Regions from separate parts of the Sus scrofa genome. Here regions 1 and 2 are each linked to region 3. Evidence: chromatin contacts called from public HiChIP or PLAC-seq data. All regions are on one chromosome and are shown on one strand. Each heading gives the region's core, a stretch centred on a gene start, on an enhancer-like site or on the middle of the called end of the contact. The rest is flanking DNA. Distances are from core to core; before and after follow the strand shown. Region 1 holds the start of C8H4orf22. Region 2 overlaps LOC106510569. Region 3 holds the start of PAQR3 (progestin and adipoQ receptor family member 3).

What was found. HiChIP or PLAC-seq counts read pairs in DNA pulled down with a chosen protein or histone mark.
Region 1: a contact with region 3 is called in an H3K27ac HiChIP or PLAC-seq map of skeletal muscle, with 12 times the contacts expected there. The contact joins the promoter of C8H4orf22 here to the promoter of PAQR3 in region 3. A contact is called at or near these places in 1 of 5 promoter capture datasets (fetal skeletal muscle), 4 of 47 Hi-C or Micro-C datasets (embryonic fibroblasts, fetal heart ventricle and heart right ventricle) and 1 of 2 datasets of contacts at active chromatin or transcription factors (skeletal muscle).
Region 2: a contact with region 3 is called in an H3K27ac HiChIP or PLAC-seq map of alveolar macrophages. The contact joins the enhancer-like site here to the promoter of PAQR3 in region 3. A contact is called at or near these places in 3 of 5 promoter capture datasets (fetal liver, fetal skeletal muscle and liver), 4 of 47 Hi-C or Micro-C datasets (embryonic fibroblasts, epiblast stem cells and fibroblasts) and 2 of 2 datasets of contacts at active chromatin or transcription factors (alveolar macrophages and skeletal muscle).

The regions. Positions count from the first base shown.
Region 1 is chr8:137,490,701-137,493,400 of Sscrofa11.1, reverse strand. C8H4orf22 reads left to right here and starts at 1,383. Exons shown (of 6, transcript XM_021101895.1): 1 at 1,383-1,583. The coding sequence starts at 1,473. It overlaps LOC106508356 (a long non-coding RNA gene), which reads right to left and starts at 1,301. Exons shown (of 4, transcript XR_002346918.1): 1 at 1,114-1,301.
Region 2 is chr8:137,622,615-137,625,317 of Sscrofa11.1, reverse strand. LOC106510569 reads left to right here. Exons shown (of 2, transcript XM_013998646.2): 1 at 1-1,099; 2 at 1,611-2,703. The coding sequence starts at 577. The coding sequence ends at 1,705. Among named protein-coding and RNA genes, the nearest start is that of PRDM8, 13 kb to the right of the region's middle. Within about 2 kb of position 1,252, at least 32 of the 83 cell types and tissues checked have an H3K27ac peak or open chromatin away from gene starts, as enhancers often do. A contact at or near this core is called in alveolar macrophages, embryonic fibroblasts, fetal liver and 1 more, where this site is marked.
Region 3 is chr8:138,645,255-138,648,021 of Sscrofa11.1, reverse strand. It overlaps PAQR3 (progestin and adipoQ receptor family member 3), which reads right to left and starts at 1,395. Exons shown (of 7, transcript XM_013998797.2): 1 at 1,006-1,395. The coding sequence starts at 1,190. LOC102167132 (a long non-coding RNA gene) reads left to right here and starts at 1,503. Exons shown (of 9, transcript XR_002346480.1): 1 at 1,503-1,795.

The sequences.
Region 1 (2,700 bases), core at 134-2,633, 1.2 Mb after region 3:
TTCTCTTTTCTTTCAGTTCTTCTAAATTAAAGGATTTCATTGCATTTAAAAATAACGTCTAATATGTCTTTTTTATTTTTTTGTTTTTTGTTTTTTGTCTCTTTAGGGCTGCACCCACGGCATATGGAGGTTCTCAGGCTAGGGGTCTAATCGGAGCTCTTGCTGCCAGCCTACACCACAGCCACAGCAACGCCAGATCTGAGCCACGTCTGTGACCTACACGACAGTTCATGGCAACGCTGGATCCGTGACCCACTGAGCGAGGTCAGGGATTGAACCCACGTCCTCATGGATGCTAGCCGGGCTCGCTAACCACTGAGACACAACGGGAGCTCCACCAACATGTCTTTCAAAACAACTCAGAATATAATAATTAAAAGACAAGTCAGTGATATGCTAGAGATATTGTGTACATTACTTAAAATTTGTATATTCATGACATTCTGATTTTGAGGTGACCTTTTTAAACTAAGAAGGCTACCTCAAGGTATTTACTAGATGTTTTCATTGATTTGTTTTCACTTCTGTGCAAATCCTCAAAATCAATTCAATAAATACTTAGCAACTACCACAGGCGCAAGTGTTATACTATGTATTAATTCCAAAGACGATTCCTAGAACGTAAAAATCCAAAAATGGATTCTGGAAAGTTCTGCCAGCTGCCAGGCTGGATTACTTTAAATTCCTGTTTTAAAAAGGCAAAACTTTGTTCTAAGGAAAAGTCCTTAGTAAAAAAACCTTTACTTTCTAAATTTCCACAGGTATTTTACCCTTTAAAAAAGGCAGCTTCAACAAGCCAACATCTTTCATTGTGTGCTTACTTTTACTTACAAACTAAACAGACAAGAAACCAACGGCCCCCTCTCCCCCCAGGTTAAGAAAACAGGCACTTGGGGCCCAAAGAGGCCCCAAAGGTATTTTCGTTGGGTGTCTTTCCTTTAGGAAGTTCACAAGTTCTTCCTCGAATCCAAACATTAGCAACACTTTACAAAAATAACAAAATCATTAATACACGTTGCTGTTGGATTTGGTCGCAAGGCTATTTCCAGAGACTTCTGTTTTGAGATACTCTCCTTGCGAAAAATGGAGCTTCGGTTTTACCTGAAAACTAACCTTCACGTTTTTGTCCTTCCCGGCACATTCTTTCCCACTAGATGAGAAGCGCTGACCCACAGCACTTGTCGACCCATCTTGGGAGTCGCAGCGTTTTAAACGTGGGCTGCAGCCTGCACCTGTCCCGCACTCCACCTCTCGCCCCAGTCAGCTGACCTGGAGGGGCGTTCCCCGCAGCCGGGCGGAAGCCCCCCGCCCGACCGGACGCGCCGCGGGGTGTGCGGGGCCGGGGCCGGGGCGGCGCTGAACGCCCACGGCTCCGCCCCGGCCCCGCCCCGGTCGGAAGCGGCCGAGGGGGTGGGACTCTCCGCCCCCGCCCCGGCCTCCGTCGCTAGGGACGCGGCAGCCGGGCAACCGCGATGGGCCCGGAAGAGGGGTCGACGCCGGTGGACAACGTGGTCACTCAGTTCAGCACCTATGAGGACTTCCTGGACTCGCAGATCACCACGGTGGACTTGTACTACCTGGAGGTGAGGGGGCCGCCGCCTTCCAGACCCGCGGCCCCTCCCGCGGGCCCGCGTCGTGGACGTGGGCTCTTCGCCCCCTGCCGGTGGGCCGCGGGGACCGTAGGCCGCGCCGCGTCCGGACGGCGGCGCCCAGGCGGCGGCGGCGGCAATTCCGCGGCGTCCGTCCCGCCCCGCGCTGCCCCGGTGGGTTCAGAGGTCGGGCCCTGGGGGTCCCCGTCCCGCCGCAGACCCCGCGCGTGCGCACGGGGCACGCAGACCTGCGGGGCCCGGACCTGGTGCAGCGCCGCCTCCCGGCCCGCTGCCCTTCCAAAGGCGTGCTAGCTGAGCAGGTGGCGGGGTTCCGAGGCCGGCAGCTCAGGTCTGACACTTTGTTTCTCGTTCCTTTGCCAGTTGGTGTTAAAGAAAGGAAGACGCTATCCTCCCGGGTGGAGCTGGTGTTACCCTGGGCATGTGGGTCCATGAACTTGCACCGCAAGCGGGTTGAGTCAGAAGGCCCTTTCTTTACGGGTACAGGTTGCAGGCAGTTCCTGACTCAGGTTTATCAAGTCGATTGATCACAGCTGATGTGGGGAGTGGAAAAACAAGTCTGCAACACCGCAACGTCGGACATAATTGGGATTGGCGGCTGTCTTCCTCTCCGCACCGCTCCCCCCCCCCCGCCCCCGCACCTGCTTCTTAAAGGTGTGTCAGTGCCCGGGAAGATGGGGAAGGGAGGGAGGAAGCGGAATAGAGTTCGCGTCCTCTTCCAGGGGAACCAGCGTGAGCGGGAAAACGACAGGCCACTGGTCCTGAGAAGCAGGAGGTGCACGGTGGGGCCCTATAGCGCTGATGTATTCCCAGGCCAGGCCGACTAAATGGGCACTGCCCGGGAGCCATGCCACAGCCCCCCAAACTGCCCTCTCTCTGCTCTGGGTCGGCACTCTGCAACTGAGTTGGAGAAGCATTTGTATCCTGCTGCCAACTCCCCAAACTCCTTACCTGCAACAGTGTAATTCTGCATTTTAGTGGATTGAATTTTTGGACTCCAGTGATTATGTTAAAAATGGTATTTTACCCCAGTGTGGATTCCAAGGTCTGAAGAGTGCTTATCCTCCAGTACACACTCATGTGCTAGGTATGA
Region 2 (2,703 bases), core at 3-2,502, 1.0 Mb after region 3:
GGTTGTCTTTTAATGCCTTGGGGTGAGAGTGGGTTTGCCTTTTTTGTCTCACCCAGACTTCCCGCCACCACCCACACACCCAATCAGTCCCCCCTACGTGGAGCTATAACCTATGGCTGAGGTCCTTGCCTTCAGAGATGGCCCAGAAGCAGGAAAGCTGGAGCTCCTGGACCTGCTCCCTCGACTCTCCCCTACACTCTCACCCTTCCTGGAGTTTGCCCCCGCCCCCATCCAAATTTAGGAAAGAGAAATTTTCCTTTTTTAAGTTAAAGCTATAAAAACGCTGGACGCATATGAAATGAAAAAAGTAAAGGGGAGAAACGACGCGTCCTTTCCTCCCCCTCCCCCCAATTATCCTCCACTTCCCAGCCCGAAAGTGGGAGGACGAGCCCCCCTCGCGCCATTCTCCTCCTTTTCCACAGTCCGAGGGGACTAGATGGTGTCCGTCCCGCTTTCTGGCTAAAGCGGTTGTCGGAAGTAACGTGGGGGGTCCAAAAGCCCACGCCGTGTGGAGAGGACTCTTTCCCGGCGTGGGATGGGCACGGCGGGCGGGAAGGGAAGAGAAAACCACTTCCGATGGGAGATGGGCGATGGGCGGCGTGCGTGCGCGCGCGGGCAGAGTTTAGGTCCACGCCACCCCCGCAGGGGCATCTGCAGGTGGGAGGAGGAGCCGCCGCGCCGGTCCCCGCTCTTTCGCTGGACCTGCTCGTGGGGACAGCCCGGGAATTGAAGGGACCTAAGAGGGGCAGGCCTCCCCCCAGCCCCCGGACTCCAGCATCCGCTCCCACGCCCGGCCCCCGGCCCCTAGCGCGCCGCGGGCGGAGCTGCCAGGCCCCTTCCCTCGCCCCCGCCCGCTGCCGAGGCTCCAGATGGCGGCTCCTCGCGCTCGGCTCGCGGCCCCCAGACGCCGCCCGGCAGCAGCCGGCGGTCGCTCCCTCCCTCCCAGCTGCTGCGGCGGAGCCCGCGACCCGCTCGGCGAGGAGGGCGGGCCCCTCGGCCGGCTGGGACCCGGGCGGAAGCCGGGCGCCGAGGGGCGCGCAGGAGCCGTGCCCGCGGGGCAGAAGCCGTGCCCGCGGGGCAGGAGTCCTGGAGGCCCCAGGTGAGGAGGCCGCGGGGAGCGCGCGGGGAGGGGGGCCTGCCTGGCGCTGGCGCCGCCGCCGCTGCACCCCCGCGCCGCTGGGTCTCTCGGCTTTCCTGCCGGCAAGGCGGCCGCCGCGGGCCCAGCGGGCGCGGGCCCGGAGCGCCACGCAGTCGCCAGGAGGGGGCGCCCAGCACCCCGAAGCCGGGGCCCCGGGGCGTCCCGCCCCGCCCAGGGGAAGGCTGGTCCGGGCGGGAAAAGCGCCCCCTCCTGCCGGAGAGCGGTAATGCCCACCCGCCGCGACCAGCCCCTTCGCTTTTTCTCCGCTCTTCTCCCTAAACTCTGCTCCCTCGCTCCCCAAACGCCTCGCTTTTCTCTCGATTGCCAGGTTTCCCTACTTCTCCTCGCCTGACCCCCGCACCCCAGAACGTCCCCCTCCTTCCCCTTTACCCGCGCGGTCAGGGTTTGTCCGCCCCTGGGGCGGTGGGAAGGGGGATGTATTTCGTGCCAGGGCTCCGACTCCTCTCCACAGGTGCCTCCCTGGGAGCCCCCGACATCAATCCCGAGAACGGCGTTTCGAGGGGGTCGAGGCCTGAGCCCGGCAACTCGGTAACCTGGGGGGAGTGATGCGTTTGGGAGCAGCGCGTCCGCTCGACACGGAATTCCCTTTACTGGACGGATGGATAAAGTTCTGCGGCCTGGTGCTGAACCCCTTCTACCCCCAAGTCAGGACACTTCGAGAGCATTTTCCCTTACACAGACCCTGTAAGACCTAACGTCCGTCTCCCTGACAGTCCTCACTGCGGTCCTCCGTAGCAGCCGTGCTGGGGTCGGGGTAGAGGGAGGAAGGCGCTAAAAGGCCGCGGAGCCGGGCCTCCCGCGCACATCTGACGCCCCCTCTAATCCCCCACCCCGCCCGGCGCTCCGGGCGCGTGTCCGCAGACCCTCTGCCGGTCCCTGCGCGCGGCCGTCGGGCATTAGACCCCCGAAAGCAACGTTCCGTAAGCTCCCAGTACAAATCCCCTCGGAAACATTAATCACAGCCACCAGTGAATGCAAAACGTGTGCCCGTGCCTGCCGTGTCTGCCTTTTAATCCCGAAGGCAATTCTGGAAAGCAGCCTCAGACCGGGCTCTATTAATCCCTTACACCAGCAAATGCAATCTCTGACCTACTAGATTTGTTTGCCTGCAATTTCAGGAGGAGTTGGCCTCGACAGAGAAATAGACAGAAAGAAAACTATGGGTGACTCGCGGCGCGGGGCAGTAACGCAACAATGGGGTGCGTTTCCGTCAAAAGGCGCTCCTGCTGTGGCGGGGGCTCAGCCGCCCCGAGTCCTGACACCGCGCGGGGCGGCCGCGGCGTGCGGGCGGGGGTGGGGGGGTAGGGGAGCTGGGTGGCGAGTGCCTAGTGGGGTCGGAGCCCAGAGGAAACCCAGTTCTTTTTCCTCCAAAGGCTTCGACCCCAGGTGACCTCCTTTGGGGCTGTCCCCTTGCGACGGCGCTCGGGCAGGCCGAGGGGTCAAGGTTCCATCCCCTGAGGCCTGTGCCTCGCACTTGAGATTTCACTCTCCACTATTCCATCGCTCAATCAATCATGCTTCTCTTCTCCCACTTTATTCAAAAC
Region 3 (2,767 bases), core at 146-2,645:
GTCCACATTCCAGCAGTGGGTTTTGTCACTCCAGGGACCTAGAGCTAACCAACATCTGTATCTTAATTCTCTTCAAGTGGGGTCCTGTAATTAATTTCTGTGAGTTCTAACAGAAAGCTAGCCTAAGAACTAGAACACTAGATTTTTCGGTTTTGTTTTTTTAAACCCAGGCTTTGAAGGGACTCAGTTTTAAGTTTAGATGAAAAAATTCCTTTCTTAAAGTCGCTTCTTACACTCTAATGGAGGGTGGTGGCTGTTACAGGCTCTCTTTGCCTTTCCCACACAGCGTTTTTCACAGCGGTTATTATGTAATAGTGTAATTAGCACCCAGGCTAGACCTCGACAGCTCCATAAGAACAAGAGTTATGCCTGCTGTTCTTTCCAGGACCTAGTAGGGTGCCTGGTACCTAGCAGGGGCTCAGAGTATCTGCTAAATGAATGAATGAATGTGTGTGTGTGTGTGTGTGTGTGTATATATATATATATATATATATATATCTCCTTGATTTTATATATATATGTTGTGTAATACATATATAATGCAATGTGAACTTACTCCTATTATACAGGCATTTATCTGGCCCCAAACGTCCGAATTTCCACAGGGCTGCCTTAAAAATAAACAAAGCTTAGGTATACACAGGGGCAAGTATGGCTCAGCCATCGTCAGTGGGGTCGATTCCAACATGTATCCCGATAAGCACTGAATGGAATAAAGGATGTAAAATCTCTCCATAAACAGCCAAGTGCCACGGGAGAGTTAGTGATTACGACCACTGTTACTGTCAGTCTTCGTCCCACGGATCAAGCACCCCAGCGGGGAGAAGGAAGGATACCAAGACAGGAGAGGTGGCAGAAGGGATGAAAAGGATGGGGCAGCTAGGAAATGACGGGCACAGAGAAAAGGGGGGAAAACAGCAGGCGGACCAGACAAAAAGGATGTGCAAGAGGAGGGGCCGCCGGCGCGCCCCCCAGGCGCGCCCAGCGGAGGCGGCCAGACCTTACCTTTTGATACACAGCCTGGAGGGCAGGTAGGCCCGGTAGCCGTCGGTGATGTACGGGTTGTCCTTGAGGGACACGGGGATCTGCTCGTAGGTGTAGAGGCGGATGCCGCGGGGAACCAGGACGGGCCAGTACTGGTAGCTGCCCAACTCGATGTAATGCGCGCTCTTCAGCAGCTTCTGATGCATCCTTCCCGGCCGCCGCCGCCGCTCCCCAGCCGGGAAGCTCGCCCAGGCCCCGCCTCCCCGGGGAGGGGGCTTCGCCGCCGCAGCCCCCGCCCCGGAGCTGGCGGACGCCGCGCGAGGTCCTACGGCCCCGCAGCTGCCCGGGCCCGGTACCGCGCACAGAGCGGCCACCGGCGTCAGCGCCCCCGCGGCCCCGCGACGTCGCCGCCCTCTCTGACGTCAGCACGCTGCCTGGGCCCCGCCCCTCGGCCCTGCCTGGGCCGGCGCCACCGGGGGCGGGGCCTGGGCGGGGCGGGGCCTGGGCTGGGGCGGGCGCGCAGGTGCCGTGGGGGCCGCGGGGCTGGGCCCGGGCCTCCGCCGCTGCTGGAGTTCGAAGGCGAGGCGGCCCAGTCCTCCTCGTGGGTGAGAAGAGCGCAGAACTGTACGGCGAATACAAGCGGTTTTTTTCCTTATCCTGTTTTTAATTAGAAGCAATATGCGTTACATTTTGAAAAACCAAGGGGAAAAGAGTAACTGGGAGAAGAATAAGAACTAGACCTAGCTCCACACCGGTTCTTTGAGCTTGGAATGTCACACATTTCTTAACCTGCGACGTTATCTCGGCCAAGGTCAGTCCTTTGAAGTAGGTGGAAATAGAGGAAACCTGATGCACAGAGAACATGTACCAAAATCGGGAATAAGCTGAGCCGTAGAGAATCCCCAACGCTTTCGAAGTATTCAAAGCCCCAAAGCTCTTCAGAGTATTTTCTCTGACCACAGTAGACTTAAACTAGAGATAAACAAGAAAACTGAAACTCCCCAGATGTCTGGAATTGAAACAAAGCACTTCCAAGTATTTTAGTGGGTTGATGGAGAGAGCGCAAGGAAATGGAACTCAATGCCAAAGATAGAAGATATAAAAACTTGGGGGCGTGCAGCTAATACGGTGCTTAAAGGAAATGTTATAGCTTTTTTTATAGCTACGAATGATGATGCCAATTCTTCTTCTTCTTCTTTTTTTTTTTTTTTTTGCTTTTTAGGGCCGCACCCTCGCCTTTTGGAGGTTCCCAGGATAAGGATCCAATTGGAGCTACAGCTGCCGGCCTGCACCACAGCCACAGCAACATCAGATCTGAGCCGTGTCTGTGACCTACACCACAGCTCAGGGCAACGCCAGAACCTCCACCCACTGACAGAGGCCCTGGATGGAACACACAACCTCTTGGTTCCCAGTTGCGTTCGTTTTTTTTGCTCCGCGACAAGGGGAACTTCGCCAAAGCTTTTTCCTAATGGCAAAAGGGCAGAACGTTAGTTTTGCATCCATGTATGTAGACCCCTTAGTGCATTGTTTGGCAACAGTGCATGATAACAATCATCGACGCTGTTATTTATTTACTGTTGTTGTGTTGGTAATACTAGTTGATGTCTGAGAGGCAGTATAGGTTGTGATTAACTTCTGAGCGTTGAAGCCTTACTACCTGGGTTTGAATTCAGCCACTTATGAGCTGTGTGTCTTGTACAAGTACTAAAGCTCTCTGTGTCTCGGTTTTCTCACTGGTGGAACAGGACTAATAAGGAGTAGTTTGTGTTAATCAGTAAAT